Regions from separate parts of the Mus musculus genome. Here region 1 is linked to region 2. The links are chromatin contacts, called in public HiChIP or PLAC-seq maps. All regions are on one chromosome and are shown on one strand. Each heading gives the region's core, a stretch centred on a gene start, on an enhancer-like site or on the middle of the called end of the contact. The rest is flanking DNA. Distances are from core to core; before and after follow the strand shown. Region 1 has its middle 25 kb from the start of Gm39725. Region 2 has its middle 84 kb from the start of Gm34130.

Region 1 (3,936 bases), core at 383-2,882, 130 kb after region 2:
GAGCAAGAAGTAGAAAATCGATCACATAATGACATCTTACATGTCTAACAAGCAATAAAACATAGTCAATATTACAGACCTGTTTCCTTGGACCCAAAGTACTGGATGGTGTCATTGTTGCCTCTTTTGAATACACTGGTAGATCATAAAAACTTGTTGTGTGAACACTTGTTCTTTATAGTTTGAGATCAATAAATCTATCCCTTAAAAAGTTCTTTTCTCTTTCTCTATTTTTCTTTTTCTTTCTCTTTCATCTAAATTATAATTGAGCTTTTCATAAACCTTTTATGGAATACTTCACCTCAACACTAGAGGTTTCCAAGATGAGCAGACCCAGCCAATCACCATCCTCCTCACTACAGTGAGTGCTGGTTCTCATCCCTTATGCGTTCCCCTCTCCCAAGCCAGGATCTATAATATTTGAAAGATAAGTGGAAAATGCAGGAAAGTATCCACCAAAAAGGAGTGGGGAAGAAATATCTATGCACCTTGTGACCATGAATACAAATTACCCTAGTTAGTCATGGCTTCTGAGTCTTCCTTCTCTTCCTAGGAAGAGGCCCTTCCAGTACCAGGCCCTAGAACCTGAGTACGATTTTATAGCCAAACAGTTACTAACTGAGGTGGTGTTGGAACCTGTCACCTTAATTACAGGTGATTAAAAGTTGAAGTGCGCCCACCTGGAGAGATTAAGAGGCGCGTATGTTCACTGACTGATACATCTACTTTGATGCTTGACTGTTACCACTCAGGAACAATAGATTATAAAGGGAAATGGGTCTCATTCGCTTTCTGCCTGTCAACAGTTTCCCTCCTACGAGCATCTGCTGACCTCTGTCCTCAGTTCTTGCCCTCTGTGGGACCTGGTTTAAGAAGCTTAGATCACTGGACCTTGCGAGAATTCCTCAAAAGAACCAAGTCCCTAAACCAACTAAGAAAGAAAGAGAATGCCTGTTTTCTTCAGGTATTTGGATGGAGAAAAAGAGACCTTTCAGTTGCTTCAAATGTTCAAATATTTGGTCCTTGTGCAACTAGATGTCTCACTTTTATAGTATATTTAAACAAAGCAGCAACACTACACAACATGGTTGGAAATACAGGAAAAGAACAACTAAGCAACTACGTGATGCTATAGTTTGCATCTTCGATGTCTTCCAGCAGGCTCGTGGATTAAGTGATTGGTCCCAAATGAGCTACTGGAAGGTGATGGAAACTTGGAAAGATGGCCCTGTGAGAAGGTTTTCAAGTCGTCAGCGTGCCTCCAAAGGGGATAATACAACCTTGGTCTCTTTCTCTACAAGCCAATATAAGTTATCTCAGGTATTTATTATATTAAGGGAAACGGAATAATACAATGACTAGGAAACTTATTAATCTGAGTCTGCCTCACTGAAAAGTTGGCACACACAACACCAAACTTGGAGGCTTTGTAAATAACATGGCTTATGGGAGTCATAAAGACAAATTGCATGGATGTTCCCACGCATCACACCCAGAGAGTGAGGTGATGCGCCAGGAAGGCCGTATAACTGTGAGGTACTTTGCAGATGTTATTGCTGTTATCATGGCTATATCTGTTGCAGCTTAGCTGGGGTGGAGCTGCACACATGACATAGACATAAAAGAATTACCCAGTCCCCGGTTCAGCCCAGCTTACGTCACAAGGCAGCAAGACGCACTCCTGCACACAACACAGTGTCTTGATGATAACTGATCTTTGTGTAAACCGCAGAATATGTATTCCTTCTGCTTCTCAAATCTTGATTTTCACCCAACCTCCACTTTGGTCTCTCAGCTGTAGAAAGTCATCATGGCTCTGAGTCATGGCCCAGAAAGGTCAGCTGTAGAGCTATATGCCTTATGAAGAGTTTTCTTGAAGGTTTACATGTTTAATATATAACTCATGTTAAAAATCATTTGGAAGAACTAAATTATTATAATTTAAATATATTGTAAATTTATCTTGATAGGTAGGTAGGTAAGTAGATAGACAGATGATAGATAATAGAAAAGATAGTTGGAAATATGAGTAACAGCTGTCGTGAACTGAAGGAGGGAGTGGTGATTGGGAGAAGAATGAAATACTTTCATGGTTTACATTTCTGCTTTGTTTGAGTCATGTGCATCATGCATAAGTGATTTTTATTTGTGTAATAAGTGGCAGCAGTGAATTTTTAAATAAAAAATTTACTAGCTATCTAAAACCAAAAGAGCTGGATGCTATGCTATGTGCCTTTAATTCCAGAACCTGTGAGGCAGAAGCAGACAGTTCACTATGAGTTCAAAGCTAGCCTGGTCTACATAGCAAAATACCATATTATCCCAGGCTATATAATGAGACTCTACCTCAGCTATAAATTAATTAATTAATTAATTAATTCAAATACTACATAAAAAGTGCCATTTTTATTGTTAGGACAGGTAAAAAGTTTTCAGATGGACTGGGAGAAGTCATCAGAATGTAATATTTTTAAATATATGCGTATGAACTTCTCTCTAAACCAAAAAGGTCCACCAATGCCTACCTAACTGAATAAGCAAATAAATAGAAACTGTTGGCTCTCTGTCAGTGTGAGAAAACAAGCTCAGAAGGAAGGAAGAAAGGTCTATCCTGCTCATCAGTTCAGAGCCAAAGTTTCTACAGCCTCTCTAAACGACTGGAGACCACTGTTCAAAGCAGTTCCATGAACTGTGGAAGGTGTTTTACATTCAAGCAAGACAATGACAGGAAAAGCATGGAATTTGATTCTATAATTCTCTAATCCTCAGCCTTCTCTGTTTTCAACTCCTTAAATCTCTTCCTTGTGGCCTCTTGAAGAATATCAGACAATAGTTATGAGGCATTGCGAAAGATGTGCATTTTTGCCTTGTTGAGCACCCCTGTCTTACAGAAATATATACTTTGGGTATCATTTCCAGCCAATCACATCAAGCAAGGTGTGCTCAGCAGACCCTGCTGGGCTGTGACATTGGTACTGTGTGTTGTGGACATCCCCAACTTGTTCAAAGAAGTTCAGTCAGGCAAGTTTTCATTGTGTTTTGCTTTGTTGTTTAAATAACCAACTGTTTGTTTGTTTGTTTGTTTGTTTGTTTGTTTGTTTTTCGAGACAGGCTTTCTCTGTGTAGCCCTGGCTGTCCTGGAACTCACTCTGTAGACCAGGCTGGCCTCGAACTCAGAGATCCGCCTGCCTCTGCCTCCCAAGTGCTGGGATTAAAGGCATGTGCCACCACTGCCCGACTAATAATCAACTTTTAAAAATAAGTATTATTTATAAAAATTATTTCCTTTTTATTTACTAAAATATTTTACAGTTTAGATGTTTTCCATGTAGCTTATTTTGGTGAGATACTGTGTTAGCTTTCTATCACTGTGACCAACTCTCTGAGATTATCATTTTCCTAGGAAGAAAGGTTCATTTTGGGTGCTTCAAAGTTGTTAGTCTGTGGTCTTTCGGCCATGTTACTTTGAGTCTATGGCAGCACAGTACACTTTGTGGGGATTGTGTGGTAAAGGAGGTCTGCTCATCTCATGGTATCCTGGAAGAAGAAATGGGGGAAGAAGAGAAGGAAGAGGAACACAGAGAGATGAAGGGAAAGCCATACCCCAACCATGACCTAACTTCCTTCCTGCCATCTCTGAAAGGTTTTATTGTATTGTCATAGCACCAAAGAAAAACAACTAACCCTGTAGTAATTGAACCTTTGGGTGAAATTTAGGATGGATCCCGCAAAGGGTAAATATCAGGTTTTCATTTTGGAAACTGCTTTGGGTTTGGAAAAGAACATAAAACCATCAGACCGATGGGAAGGCATTTGACTTAGCCAATGGTTGAAAGGACCGTGAACAATGTACCACACTGAGGAGTTGTGTATGAATTAAAGCCAACTCACCCTGCTCTGCCGAGACACCAGCTGTAATGCTACATGTGTAAGAAT
Region 2 (3,905 bases), core at 1,294-3,793:
GAAAAACAGAAAGAAAAGAATGTCAGTCATTTTTGTGCAGTGTCTGGGGCTGTGTATATCATGGCTTCCAAATCACTATGCAATTTTACCACGGGGAGAAGCAACCAGGCTTAAGTGATTAGCTAGTATAAACCTCCAGCCTGCTCCCAAAGGGCAAGGTGAGAATTCTTTATAACTGTGCTGAATGTAGGGACATATCATACTGGCACTACGGGGCCTGAGTGTACTACAGAGTAGCCCCTTGGTAGATGTACCACCATGAAACTTACCTTAGGTGGCCAGGAACTCTTTGCTTCTCCATTATGTGGAATGGGCAATAGTATTCACACACAATTCCCAGCCCCCCTGGGCCTTATAACAGTGATGGAATATTTTTAAATAGAGTAAGAACCTACAGGTCTACTGAGAACTATTTGCAGTGTGTATTATTGTTTTCTTGTAAGCAGGTAATTAGGGTAGGTTTTCAAATTCTTGAGTGTTATGAGTATTTGCTATTTTTGGATGGGAGCATATAATTTTGGAAATGATTGACACCCAAACAAAGCCTTTGCCTTTAGAGTAACAGTACCACAGTGCTTCTTTTTCAGGATCAAAGCACAGGTCTTCGATGCATGCATTTGTAAGTTATTCTCTTGTTCTGAGGCAAGGGGTGTGAGGGAGAAAGGAAGTTGGGTAAACTAAGGAATTCTAACAGAATTAACCACATAAGAGTTGAGTTCCCTTTTTCTGATCTTAGCATCTATCTAAGCCTTGTGCCTTTACTTCAACTAAGATTAATCTACCAGAATAATTTATTGTGAGATCTGAGACAAAATGCTGACCAAGATAATCTAGACCAGTGGTTTTCAACCTGTGGGTTATGACCCCTTTGGAGTCAAATGACCCTTTTACATGGGATCACCTAAGACCATGAGAAAATATAGAGATTTATTTTGCAGTTCATAACAGTAGCAAAATTACAGTTATGAAGTAGCAATGGAGATAATTTTATGGCTTAGGGGTCACCACATGAGGTTGCAGCATTAAGAAAGTTGAGAATCACTGACCTAGACCAACATCCCAAGTTCTTGCCACACAGGCAGTGAGGAACGAGGAGAAAACATGGAAATCCCAGACATTTTACCTGCTGTCAAAGTCTTAGGTGAGACCCCAGTCTCTACCAAGACTCTGTATAATGTATTTTTCAAATCTAAATAACAGAGATCATGTGGATACCTCATTAGAAAATGTTGATCCTGAACCCATGGATTTGCTCTACCATCTACCTCTATGCCCCTAGTTCATGGACCACACTTGGAAGAATAAGGCTCAAGAAGCTAGAGAAAAGGCAGTTTTGTTAAATAAATAGCCTCTCCTATTCAGACAATTCTCTACCACCACACAGATGTGCATTCTGCACCCTTCCTCAGTGAGGAGTTGCATTTCGGGAAGGTTGTAACTTTGAGGTGGAAAATCTACACTTAACTAAATATATACTAGTACCTAGCATCTACTATGTGCATTTCAATGGGAGCCAATGGTCATATGGGAGAACTGTCATTTCCCTGCTAAAGTCCAGTTCTTTAGCTAGACCAATCAAGAGGAATAGATGAATGGTTCTCATCAATGAGTAAACGCCCAATGAAACAAGGATGCTAGCCAAGCAGCCCTGCTTCTTGTTTATTTAAACTAATCAACCCCACCTAGCCACCTGCTAAGAATGGCCGATGACTGGGTGGAGACGCTCTGTCTCTATCAGTGTAACTTAAAAATAGTTTGTTTCATAAGTGTAAAAGTTTTTGCCCTGCCCAAAAAAGCTTTCAATTTTTTGGGGGGAGAGGGTGGGGAAGAAAGGGGGAGCTCTTCCCATATTTATGTGTAACACTGAGATAACCAGAACATGAAACAGAGAAATCCAAAAATAAGTTGATTATTTGCCTCTATGCCAAGCAACTTTATTTGGCTTTTATTTATTTATTTTTGTCAAGGATTGGTTTCTTTGTTTTGCTATACTAATATCAACCTCCATGGGCATACAATCTTTATAAAAACAAGGCTCTGGTTTTTGTTGGTTTTAACACACTCCATTTTGACTCACAAGTTTCTTGAGCAGGAGAGGGGAGTATTAAGGAATTATTTGGTCTCCTGGTCTATAAACTGAATTCCATTGAGCTCTGAAGGCTATCCAAAGTGCTCCCCCAGATGCCCAGGTTGCTTGCAGAAAACACTGTAGTGTTGGCATATATTGCAGATAGAAAGAACTTTCTTAAAGTCATGGGCATTTTTATTCAAAGAATAAAAAAATTAACATATTTTTGAATGATTAAAAATGTAACTCTTTCCTTAACATATAAAACAAAATAAAACCACACAAACCCCATTTTTTTCCTAGTTTGAATCTAAACAGTGTAAAATTCACATAGTCAGTGGCTCCTTTGAGCAGAAGTAAAATAACTTGGGTCACCTGCCTCAGAGCTCCTCTCCATGATAACACCTGTGGCTGAGCAAAGGCTTTACCCAGGTTGCCTCCAGGGGCTCCCCTAACCCCTGTCAAGGCTGAGGAAGGAGCCACATTTCTTACCACCACCACTCCAACCCCAGTCTTGTCTTGATGCTACTCAGAACTCTGTAGCTCTGAGGACCCACCTATGCAGGAAACTTCAAAATAAAAGTTTCCACAAAAATCTGAAAGGAATAAATTCAATTATAAAGCAAACAGTTATTGAGATTAGTCCTATTTTTTCCATATGACTAAATGCAACTTTTGGCTGTGATGTGTGTGGGTCAGCAAGGTTGTTGTAATGTGGCAGGCTGGGGGCCAGGGGGAGCTCTTTCTGAGCATCTCCAGAGCTCCGAATTCTAAGCTTTTCTCTCTTCAAATGAGAATCTGTTAACGGTTTGCAGAAAACTGGAAACATTCTGCGTATTTAGATCCTCAAAAATGTCACAATAGAAGCATTTTGCTTTCCTAAAATATGTGTATTACTATTATTCATTGTTATGGGGGTGTCTCTGTTGTGTGGGAGCATACACATGTGAGTGCTGGTGACTGTGGAAGCCAGAAGGGGGCTATGAATCTCCTAGAGATGGAGTTACAGGCTGTTGTGAGCTGCTTGACATGGGTCCTGGGAAATGAACTCAGAACCTCCGCAGGAGCAGTAAGTTCCCCTGACCTCCTAGCTACCTCTCCAGCCTCAGCAGTATTATTCAGTGATATGACAATTACACCACACAGAGTCTTGTTGAAATTTCTCAGTGACTCTGAGGTAGACATCAAGAGCACTATTTCACTCTTGAGGAAACTGGTATGAGTCTTCTGAAATCATCACCAAAGAGCTCAACAGCTTGAACTCCAAGCTGGACTTCTCTCCAGTTTGCAATGGAAATTGCAGACAGCAGTTGGTTTTAGTCTTCTTTGTCTGTGAAAGGCTATTGTGGCACTCTTGAAGTAGTTTCAGCAGTAACATTGAGAGAACTGAAGTGTGTTTTGGTTGAGCTCTTGGCCGGGTACACTGTTCTTATTACCTTGATCTAATTGATCAGTAATTTGTACTGGGCCTGCTATAATCATGTATATTTTATGAGGAAAGCTAATTAAATTGCTTTTTTTAAAAAAAGTGGCACAGCATTCATCAAGGATTTGATTAGTAAGTACACTAAATAAATTACTACAGATGGTTTATTTAAAATGTGAAAAATAACAGCTCTGAAAAATATCGTTCAGCTAATAAAATGTTTATGGTGGCTACTTTTTAGCGAAAGGAGTTTCTACATGAACAGTTCCCAGCATGCTTTAATGATATGGAACTATTCCACGTGGAGAATTGTGGAATTTTCTCAACAACTCTTCAAGGTAGATGTTAACAGCACTGTTTTATTCATGAAGAAACGGGCGTGAGTCTTCTGAGATAACACCTTGAAAGAGC

What was found. HiChIP or PLAC-seq counts read pairs in DNA pulled down with a chosen protein or histone mark.
Region 1: a contact with region 2 is called in an H3K27ac HiChIP or PLAC-seq map of regulatory T cell precursor, with 7 times the contacts expected there. The contact joins two enhancer-like sites. A contact is called at or near these places in 4 of 484 Hi-C or Micro-C datasets (CD8 T cells, the G1E-ER4 cell line, nephron progenitors and 1 more) and 2 of 115 datasets of contacts at active chromatin or transcription factors (embryonic stem cells and regulatory T cell precursor).

What each region holds. Positions count from the first base shown.
Region 1 is chr1:183,986,264-183,990,199 of GRCm38.p6, forward strand. No RefSeq gene overlaps it. Among named protein-coding and RNA genes, the nearest start is that of Gm39725, 25 kb to the right of the region's middle. Within about 2 kb of position 1,633, at least 21 of the 459 cell types and tissues checked have an H3K27ac peak or open chromatin away from gene starts, as enhancers often do. A contact at or near this core is called in regulatory T cell precursor, where this site is marked.
Region 2 is chr1:183,851,613-183,855,517 of GRCm38.p6, forward strand. No RefSeq gene overlaps it. Among named protein-coding and RNA genes, the nearest start is that of Gm34130, 84 kb to the right of the region's middle. Within about 2 kb of position 2,544, at least 3 of the 459 cell types and tissues checked have an H3K27ac peak or open chromatin away from gene starts, as enhancers often do. A contact at or near this core is called in regulatory T cell precursor, where this site is marked.